Linked DNA regions of Xenopus laevis: region 1 is linked to region 2. The links are chromatin contacts, called in public Hi-C maps. All regions are on one chromosome and are shown on one strand. The core of a region is the stretch at or near the end of the contact, and the rest is flanking DNA. Distances in the headings are between cores, read along the strand shown. Region 1 has its middle 4.9 kb from the start of LOC108696040. Region 2 holds the start of fam174c.L (protein FAM174C).

Evidence for each region. Hi-C and Micro-C count contacts between places; a contact is called where the count stands out from the background.
Region 1: a contact with region 2 is called in a Hi-C map of the XTC cell line, with 2.4 times the contacts expected there. The contact joins the enhancer-like site here to the promoter of fam174c.L in region 2. A contact is called at or near these places in 2 of 4 Hi-C or Micro-C datasets (the XL177 cell line and the XTC cell line).

Annotation. Positions count from the first base shown.
Region 1 is chr1L:108,773,805-108,779,194 of Xenopus_laevis_v10.1, forward strand. No RefSeq gene overlaps it. Among protein-coding and RNA genes, the nearest start is that of LOC108696040, 4.9 kb to the right of the region's middle. Within about 2 kb of position 3,842, at least 3 of the 7 cell types and tissues checked have an H3K27ac peak or open chromatin away from gene starts, as enhancers often do.
Region 2 is chr1L:108,707,066-108,712,738 of Xenopus_laevis_v10.1, forward strand. fam174c.L (protein FAM174C) reads right to left here and starts at 1,840. Exons shown (of 4, transcript XM_018269173.2): 1 at 1,589-1,840.

The sequences.
Region 1 (5,390 bases), core at 2,592-5,091, 69 kb after region 2:
TTAGTATAATCGAGAGAGTGATATTCAGAGTCAATTTGCAGTTGGTTTTAATGTTTTATTATTTGAGGTTTAGCTTTTTATTCAGTAGCTCTCCAGTTTGCAATTTTGGCAATTTGAAACATTTAATACAAAGATGCAGTCAAATACCTAAGCAAGGTGGGTAGATACAGACATCATCTTTATGTATAAGATAAATTAACTTATTTAAAGCATTTACCAGGGCACACAAATTTACAAGAATTAAATCTATTTATTGAAACAAACATGTATTATTTTATTCAAAGCAGATTTTTATCTGTTTGGAAAAGGGATACATTGCTGTTCCAATCAGCAATACAGAGATTTAATTATTGTAAAGCTTGTGTGCATTGATTAAAGAGCTTGCTGGGATAGTTCAACATCCTCTGTAAATCATGAGGATACAAGGCTATAGGCAAGTAGGTTTCAAATCTACTTATAATACACAAGAGCCATGAACATCCTGTAAGTGATATCCTTATAAACGGTGCTTAGTGATTTCATTTCTGTCACACGACTCACTGAAACTTGTGTCTTATAATAAATAAAGTACCCCCTGTTGCAAAATATGAGGATAGAAGTTTCCTTTGATGACCTGTATAAAAACATTGTATAAAAATGTATAATTTTAATTATGAGGTACATTATCCCTTAATAAAGCCTTATCTGGTTTATGCCCTATACCAACAAAAACACACATTCTATATATGATTATGCAGGAATTCACATTTTAGCATTTTTTTTGCTGAAGGAAGAAAATAATCTTAAATATTAGCACATATAAGAGCAAGTACAAATTAAACTGAATAGTTGTAACACAAATGACTGCCATCTATACAGCTAGACAGGCCTGTACAGGTATGGGATCTGTTATCCGGAAACCCATTAAAAACTCATTATTAAGGTTTTTTAAAAAAAATAGATTCTGATTTACTATACCCCGAAACTGGAAATAACTTGAATCTGAAAAGACTCCAGCTAAAACCTGTCGCGGGCATGTAGAAGTCAGTGGCAGAGGTCCCTTGAACCATTTGAAGATGTTTGCCGACTTTATGATGTTCTGGGGTTTTTTTGGTACGTTTTGCTTGAAAACTCGATTCATTCAAGCTTTTTTTCCAGGGAAAACTCGATAAATTAGAGTATTTGGTTTTTTCACCCCGAATGCACTGATTCGAGTTCTTTACATTCAAGTTTTTTCATAAATTAGAAAAAAACATTCTAGTTGTGAGTTTATTCAACTTATAATTGAATAAACTTTATGGCGCTATATAAATACATGTTAATGAAAATAATAGAATACAGGTATGGGACCTGTTATCCAGAATGCTTGGGACCTGTTATCCAGAATGCTTGGGACCTGGGGCTTTCTGGATAACAGATCTTTCTGTAATTTGGATCTTCTTACCTTAAGTCTACTAGAAAAACAAGTAAATATTAAATAAACCCAATAGGCTGATTTTGCCTCCAATGAGGATGAATTATATCTTAGTTGGGATCAAGTACAAGCTACTGTTTTATTATTACAGAGAAAAAGGAAATATTTTTGAAAATTTGGATTATTTGGATAAAATGGAGTCTATGGGAGACAGCCTTTCGGCAATTCGGAGCTTTCTGGATAACAGGTTTCCGGATAAAGGATCCCAAACCTGTACCAGACATAGGATCTGGGTAAGGCTGCCCAAGCCCAGTCCATGAGGTATACCAACAGGCCAAACATAGTTCAGCACCTACAAAAAAATGATGAGATTGCATTTACCAGAGGTACCACCTAGGCTGGGGGAGAGCAGGTCTATGTAGGGTAGGGGTTTTTATTAGAAAGGGTTTGGTTTTCCAGTCGTTGCTAAATAATGCAACTCTCTGTTGGTGCAAATTAAATAGTTTATGCATGCACACTTGTATGTCGATATGTTGTACAGGCAAACATGTTCTGTAAGTAGCCATGTAGTATGATGATTTAATGTCTCCTGTATAAAAGTGATGTAATACCAACCAGATGGTAGTGGCTTAAACTAAAGCATCACATTTAAAACTGACACTTATTACATTCTGAATTTCTGTTTAAATATGTAAATGCTTTCTGCATGTCTGCACACTGCTTTCTCATTATTCCTTATGGGAGCAGTTGTTTTCTGGTGCTCCATACTAAAAGTACAGTGATTAAAAAAAAAAAAAAAGTGCAACCTGGGGATATGGGTTCTGTTAATGCTTATTATCACATATTTATAAAGTGAAAACATATTCTGCATCTCCCTACAATAAATGGAACACTGGACATACAGATTTACATACAAAGCAGCCAGTAACTAATACAAGAGGTAAAGAAGGCCCTGCCCAAACCTTTAAAGGGGTTGTTCACCTTAATGTACTTTTAGCAAGATGTAGAGATTGATATTCTGAGACAATTTGCAGCTGGTCTTCATTTTTATGTGTGTTTTTTTAATTTGTTCAGCATCTCTTCAGTTTGGAATGTTGGCAGCTACCTGGTTGCTAGGATCCAATATTACATTAGCAACCAGGCAGTGGTATTGAGAGAAAGGAGAGACCTGAATAGAAAGATAAGTAATAAAACGTAACAATAATAATAAAATTGTAGCCTCGCAGAACAAAGATGGAAAGAAGAGGAGAAATAATTCAGAAACGATACCAACAAATATTCAAAAGTTGCTAACAATTGGCCATCTGTACCTGATTAGGTACATATTTAATTTGTCAATCATATATTCCCTTCATCATCTCTATAGCATAGCAAATCAATTTGACTTTTCAGACTGCACCTCTCTGATGTTACCACATCCCTCCTCACTCTTCACTGATGATAATCTGATGTAGCCTGTACTTGGGTCTTTCTGGCACATATATGTACATTATGTTTTGGGCTTTTATACCAGCCCAAGGCAACCACAGCCCTTCAAGTGCCTTCTAGTACCTCCAACTTCTCTGTTTTTAAAGGAACAGTAACACCAAAAACTGAAAGTAAATCAAAGTAATTAAAATAGTATTTACTGTTGGTCTGCACTGGTAAAACCGCCCCCATGGCTACAAAGTAGTTTATTTATATAAACTATAGAATTCTTTCTGAAGCAAACACACAGCTTTTACCAGCGCATGCTAACAGTATATTATATTTTAATTACTTTAAAACGCTTTCAGTGTAACTATTCCTTCAATATCCCAATGTGTTTTACATGTTGATTGAAACATGCAATACAACATACAAGGCATTTTACCGTTGCAATCTGTGGGTTCTGGCACATGCCAAAGGAGCTGCTGTAAATTGCCACAGACAGTCACTGTTTAGTGGGCTGATATTGGGCCTCTGTGTACTTGAAATGTCAGGGCCTATATTGATTCTCAGTCCAGACCTGCAGCAGAGCTCTGCTTGTGAGTGTTTAGATGCCTTCTTTTTTTTTTTTAAATAAGACTTGACTATAATGTAAGCAAATTGTGACAATATTATAACAGTAAAAAAAGTAATAACAGCAAATATTAATTTTATTCTTCTTATTTTGTATGTGAGGATTACCATAGTTGTTTCTGCTCTGGTTCGGTTCTGTTTTCTTTGAGTTCTTTATTATAATTGTAATTGACAAAATGATTTACATACATCCATGTGTGTTAATTATGTTTTACCTTTTGCTGTACTCCTGTATGAAAACCAATAAAAACTATAATTGAAAAGAAATCTGTTTTGCAGTTAAAGATTTGTCAGTATCTTCAGCTGTTCTAGCATAGTTTCCTGAATCCTCCCCCAGCCGAAGCTATAAACAGTTAATGCAGCGGTGGGGGCAGGGTGGCTTTGTTGTTGCTGAAAGCAAACGAGTCCTACCCTGTTGTTGATTCCTCAGGGCATAAGCCTTATTCCCCTCCCCGATCTGAAAATAATCTCAGTTGTTGCTGAGAACACAAACTGTTCTTTAATATTAAAAGTAAACCTATGAAGTATGGGATAACTAAATTTGACAATACCTTGCCTTGTAACCTTATTAAATATATCGCTAGAAAGTGGTTCATTTGAAAATATGAAGGCAAACACTAGGTAGATTTGCATCTGGCCACTATTCCAGAGCAACCAATCATTTTTTTTTTTGCTTTCATTGTTCTACCGACAGCTGGCTGAACAAAGCCTAATTGCTGATTGGTTGCTATGAGTTACTGGCCATGTGCAAATGCGCCTAGTATTTGTAAATGAGCCTGATTATCTGCAGTTTATGCATCACAAAAGTGTTAAAAGAATTCTAAACAGTTAAATATAAAAGTAAACCTGAATATAAAAGTTTGTCAATTAATGCAACCAGTAGCATAACCAAGGTAGACCCCCCTAAAAATAACTCATCCCCAAGGAATCGCAGAGGATTTATGTAAATGCACACAAAATCACTGTACACCCACAATTTTGATTGTGGGTGACCCAGGAACTTGTAATCTATTACAGGCCCCCTGCTCCCCCAGGCTCCCTGCTTTGAGGCCACTGAGAGCAACATCCAAAGTGTTGGCGAGCAAGCCACTAACTGGAGATCACTGCTCTATAGTTACACCACTGAAAGCAACTTTCCAGTATATGTAATTTTTTATGTAAAATCAGTATCTGTCCCTTGGTGTTTACTAAAGGGAAACCTTTATGAATAAACTTCAGATTATGTAAATAATGAAATTTACTAAAAGAAGTATGCACTGTTTCTGAAATAATCAAATTACTTGTCACTTTCCAGTGGATAGCAAACTATTATCTAAGGCAGTGATCCCCAGCCAGGGTTTGTGAGCAAAATATTGTGCTTATTTTTGCATTCTTGGCTTAGGGCTCTTACACATGAGCGTTTTTACCTGCGCTCCCCTGCGTTCCGTTTTTCGGCGTTCAGCCGCAGGGGAGCGCAGGAATAGATGCATTTAATTATTTCAAATGGGGCTGTACTCACACAGGCGCATGTAGGCGCCGAACGCAGGAAAAATGCAGCATGTTGCGTCTCAACCTGCGTTCGGCGCCTACATGCGCCTGTGTGAGTACAGCCCCATTTGAAATAATTAAATGCGTCTATTCCTGCGCTCCCCTGCGGCTGAACGCCGAAAAACGGAACGCAGGGGAGCGCAGGTAAAAACGCTCATGTGTAAGAGCACTTTGAGGCAAGTTTTGGCTGCATAAAAACAGACGTACTGCCAAACAGAGCCTCCTTTAGACTCCCAGTCCACATAGGAGCTACCAAATAGCCAATCACAGCCCTTATTTGGCACCCCCTAGGAACATTTTTCATGCTTGTGCGTCCCCAACTCTTTTTACAGTTTGAAAGTGGCTCACGGGTAAAAAAAAGATTGGGTACCCCTGATCTAAGGCAATCTAAGATTAAGCTTATACTAGGATATTTTATCTAGAATGCGTA
Region 2 (5,673 bases), core at 590-3,089:
TAATAGTAGTTTTCTAAAAAAAAAAAATTGCCCCACCAAAAATGAAATGTTGTGCAAAGCACATGCTTTAAGAACTACCATTACCCCCAGCCGGATTGCAGGCTCTATTAGCCTACACCCTGGGCCTTGGTGGGGGAAAATATTTTCGGCCAACAGGTGCCCTTAAAGGAAGATAACCCCTCTTTATAAAAAGGAGTTCAAATGTATGGCAGTAAAAAGGAAAGTTTGGCTGCAGCATTGAGCCTGCTGATGTCATTGCTATAGGTCACTTTGAACTGAATGACAAGAAAACTGTGATGAGTAACCCCAGACCGAAAATTAATATTGAATAAGTCCTAGTTTGATCAACTTTTTTTAATGAAATGGGATTACCCCGTATTGTAAAACAGAAAGATATTATAATTGACCATATAAAGGCGTAAGGAGTGTACTTGTCCAGGTAATGGATAACTCTACAGCGATTTAATGTTCTTATATTTTACTACAGGGAGGGGGGACATTATGTGTTATCATACACAAATTTTAGTGAGCCATGTGAAAAATTACATACGGTAATACCTGGTGACATCACTAGGCAAAGATTTATTACGATGTAATACACAAGGGTCTTGAATATTCCATAAATATAGAATTATCCTTATAAATGGTGCTTAGTGATGTAATTCCTGTCAATTTCACTGAAACTCGTGCATTATAATAAATTATGTACCCCCATTGTAAAATATGAAGATATTAGAAGTCACCGCGGAGTTCCAGGCATTTACCTTGGTGCTTCTATATGGTCATTGAACTTATAATATCCTTATAATACACAGGAGCCATTAATGTCCTGTAAATGATATCCCTAAAACGGTGTTTAGTGATGCCATTGGTTATAAACGGTGCTCAGTGATGTGATTTCTGTCACATGACTGAAAATTTGTATTAGAATAAACAATGTAGCCCTTGGAAACTATGAGGGTATTAAAAGTCACCTCTTGAGTTCCATGACCTGCAAAAATCACTGTGCTTTTGGCGTTGTGCGTTTATATGGTCATGAAGCTCCTCAGTAACTTTTTAATATCCTTATACAGGTACAATATTCCCTATACATGATTTACTGGATATTCCTGTATCTTTTTATAAAGGATCTAGAACAAGGCACAATAAGATTTCTATGGCTACCAGACAGCTCAAAGATTCCTTCCATATACGTCTTTGTATGAAGCACTTTAATAAGATCCAGCCTACAGACATGAGCTATATTATCCAGTCAGCTATAATCACTAGGCAGTTTTTGGTTACAAATACGATTTTAGTCAAGTGTAAACTATTTCTGTTCTGTTTACCTTTGTATAACACTGGGTAGTTTATACTGGAAGTAGGGAGTATGCTAGACTGTGGCCTTCCCTGTTCCCAATAGACTGGGTTCTAGCCAATTGCACTGTGTATATACAGCGATGCCCACTAAAATCTACGGAAGGCGAAAAGGAATAACAGCTGATAAAACGGAACTAACTTACAGTAGGCCGTCAGTAGCTAAATAACAACGGGAGACCACAAACACCCGTCCCCGTTTAGAGACACTGCAGCGCCTTATCCAACTCACCTTACAATCGAGAAGCACCCAAACTGCTTTACTCCACCTGGTCCCAGAATTGGTGTCACCAATCACTTCCGGCTTTTGTTCCGCCCACACGGCGACGTCACCGCACACAGGAAGCTGACTAAGGGAAGAGCCGAAGAAATTAAGAGTGCGTGGTTTATGGTATATGAGGAAGTGGAAGTTCAAAGCTGCTGTTTGCTTAAAAGAATGTTTTAGATCTATATCTCCAAATGCTCCGTTTGTAGAAAACCACCATTATTAGTAACAGAGTGACTCTGAATTGTTCTTTACTGAAATATTCACCCGTTCTTGCTACCCCATCAAACTTTGTACTCTGCAGAATAAGTACTCCTCTGCCGCCATAAAAAATAGGGAATGTGCTTTAGACTGTAACCCTAATTTGTGACACAAGGGCAGATTCAGTGAGATTTAGTCGCCTGGCGACTTATCACCTCTTCTTCTGGGCGACAATTTCCCCGAACTGCCTTCGCATGTCTTCCCGTCCGCTATAATGAAAAGTCGCCTAAAGCACATGCGGCTAGTCGTTTATCGAAGTTGCCTCACGGGGAAATTTCGGGCGACTTCGGAGAACGAAGTGCCGCGTGTGCTTTACACAGCACATGCGACTTTTCATTTAACGGACAGGAAGACATGCAAAGGCAGTTCGGGGAGATTGTCGCCCTGAAGAAGAGGTGATAAGTCGCCAGGCGACTAAATCTCACCGAATCTGCCCTTGTGTCACAAGCCTAAACAGTCAGTATTTGTTTGTAACATGTATGTTTGATGTATATATCCCAGTAACACCCCATGTAATGCGTTTTAAAGGGATCATGTCATTAGAAAACATGTTTTTTTTTCAAAATGCATCAGTTAATATTGCTACTCCAGCAGAATTCTGCACTGAAATCCATTTCTCAAAAGAGCAAACAGATTTTTTTTATATTCAATTTTGAAATCTGACATGGGGCTAGACATTTTGTCAATTTCCCAGCTGCCTTAGTCATGTGACTTGTGACTGCACTTTAGGAGAGAAATGCTTTCTGGCAGGCTGCTGTTTTTCCTTCTCAATGTAACTGAATGTGTCTCAGTGGGACATGGGTTTTTACTATTTAGTGTTGTTCTTAGATCTACCAGGCAGTTGTTTTTCTTGTGTTAGGGAGCTGTTATCTGGTTACCTTCCCATTGTTCTTTTGTTTGGCTGCTGGGGGGGGGAAGGGAGGGGGGTGATATCACTCCAACTTGCAGTACAGCAGTAAAGAGTGATTGAAGTTTATCAGAGTCACATGACTTGGGGCAGCTGGGAAACTGACAATATGTCTAGCCCCATGTCAGATTTCAAAATTGAATATAAAAAAATCTGTTTGCTCTTTTGAGAAATGGATTTCTGTGCAGAATTCTGCTGGAGCAGCACTATTAACTGATTCATTTTGAAAATTTTTTTTTTCCCACAACAGTATCCCTTTTATAAAAAATAACATTAAGGAACGGTTAAAACTAAGTAAGCCTTATCAGAATGGTACCAGTAAACCCTCAAAGTAGTGCTGCTCTGAGTCCTCTGTCAAAAGAAGAGCTGCATTTCTTCTATTGTGTACACATGGGCTTCTGTATCAGACGTCCTGCCTTCAGCTTAAACCTCCTTGCCCCGGGCTAGAGCATGCTCAGTTTGCTCCTCTCCCCCCCCCTCCCTTCTCTGCTATAATCTGAGCCAGGGAGAGGGTGAGCAGGGAGAGACTTAGGCAGGAAGTGATTTCACACCAAGCTAATACTGCAGCTGCTATCCTAAACAAACAGCACTTCTAGAGCTTTTTACTCCTTGCCCCGGGCTAGAGCATGCTCAGTTTGCTCCTCTCCCCCCCCCCTTCTCTGCTATAATCTGAGCCAGGGAGAGACTCAGGCAGGAAGTGATGTCACACCAAGCCAATACTGCAGCTGCTATCCTAAACAAACAGCGCTTCTAGAGATTTTTACTCAGATATGGTAAAACATTCTACAGAATAAATATAGCATTTTAGCTTGCACTATTGCAGCTAATCTATTGGCAAAATAATGCCTCCATAGCTTTCCTTCTCCTTTAAGAATGCTTCAGTTGTTGCCATGGTTGGGTTGCTGGAGGGTTTGGCCAGTCTGATTTTCACATTCTTTTTTACTATGTTTAACAATGGACTGGACCAGGAAAAACAGTATTGTCAGTAACATAGTACAGTACAGTAGCATGGGACAGTCTAAAATGCTCTGTGTGCCAGTATCGTAGGATGCCAACAAGTCTGTAGCGTAATTGTAAGAAGATAAAGCTTATTGTGTGAGATACTCTCACACCCAAGGGTGTCAGCAGAAAAGTTTCTGGGGGGGGGGCAGGTAAGCATAAAAAAGTATAAATAAACATTTTGTGGTGTTTGTAATGAAATTTACAAACAATTTTTTGGAACTAGCTGGAGAGGTGGCAACTGCCCCCTTCTTCAGACACATACCTCTCAACATTCAAAAAATGGAAAGAGGGACAAATGTTTTATGTGTTACAACAGTTTTGCTAATGAAAGTGAATTGCCCCTTAAGCTGCTAGTCTAAGTTTTCTCAAGAAACCTGCTTATCTTAAATAGTTACAATTGTATCTTTGCTTATCTTAAATTGTTACAAAAGTATCCAAGTGCAGCTGCTGAGTTTTCTGGGCTCTCTGCAAAAAAAACTCTTATTTTAATTAAGTTTCAGAAACTTTGTATCTTTTTCTCGCATCAGTGCAGGAGATCAAAGAGAAAGTCGGTAAATCTCAGCAAGAAATCCAAGACTGCGGGCTGAGCTGTCACAATATGGACTGTCCCGCAGAAAGGTCCACCCATGTTCACCAGTGATATGCGGGTCGCGCGGACCTCAGCACCCCGAGGGAGGGGAGAGTGACGGAGGGTGACAAGAGGGAGAGGAGAGTGACGGAGGGGAGGGTGACAGGAGGGAGGGGAGATCGACAGATGGGAGGGTGATAGATGGAAGGAAGGGAAGTAAGACTGAGGGATGCGAATACGGACTAGGGGTAGGCAGAAAATAATTTTAGAGGTAGCTGCCCAGCATTCCCCTATCATTGCGCCCAAGGCAGCTGCCTCTTCTGCCTACCCCTAGTTCCGGCCCTGCTCCCCAATCATGACTTTCCGCTACCGGAGTCCTGCTTCTGTTTTTATAGGCGTGCTATTGCCCCAACCCTTTTATGACATCATCCTTGGGCCTATGTCAGGTGCGGGTCAAAAAAAAAAACCAAAAAAACTCGACCTGCACTTCACTAATCATGCCTGCTCTGAGAAGCTGTTCTCTAGAAAGTTTTTAGGTGAATATGGATAATGCCCAAAAGATAACTGTACTTCTAATATAAGAATTGTAAAATAAATACTTTAAAAAATCAACCCTTTGCAAGCTCTGTGTCCATCCTAACCTTAAAGGGGTGGTTTACCTTTAGTATGTTATAAAATGGCTAATTCTAAGCAACTTTTCAATTGGTCTTTGTTTTTTAAATATAGTTTTTGAATTATTTGCCTTCTTATTTTGACTTTTTTCCATCTTTCAAATTGGGGGTCACTGACCCTATCTAACAACAAATGCTCTGAAAGGTAACAAATGTATTGTTATTGCTACTTTTTATTACTCCTCTTTCTATTCAGGCCTCTCCTATTCTTATTCCAGGCTCTTATTCAAATCAATGCATGGTTGGTAGGGTAGTGTGGACCCTAGCAACCAGATTGCAGAAATTGTAAACTGGAGAGCTGCTGAATAAAGAACTAAATAACTCAAAAACCACAAATAAAAAAAAAAAAAAGAAAACCAATTGCAAATTATGTATATTAGGCATCACAGTGTTCAATAGACCCCTGGTGTTCATATTTAGGATATTTTATGCTGTTACGTTATGAAATGTGGGGCATATAGTGCAGGTAAAATGCAAGCTTTGCGACGATTTTCACAAATTTCATAGAAAACTTTTTGTTCAGCATAGCTTTACAGTTTGGTAGTTTGCAGTAGAAAGGGGTATTTACCTATTTTAGATTTGTTAAAATGTGTATTTTTTCAAAATATATGGTTTTCTAGGGTCTCCATACTGTTAGGGGGTC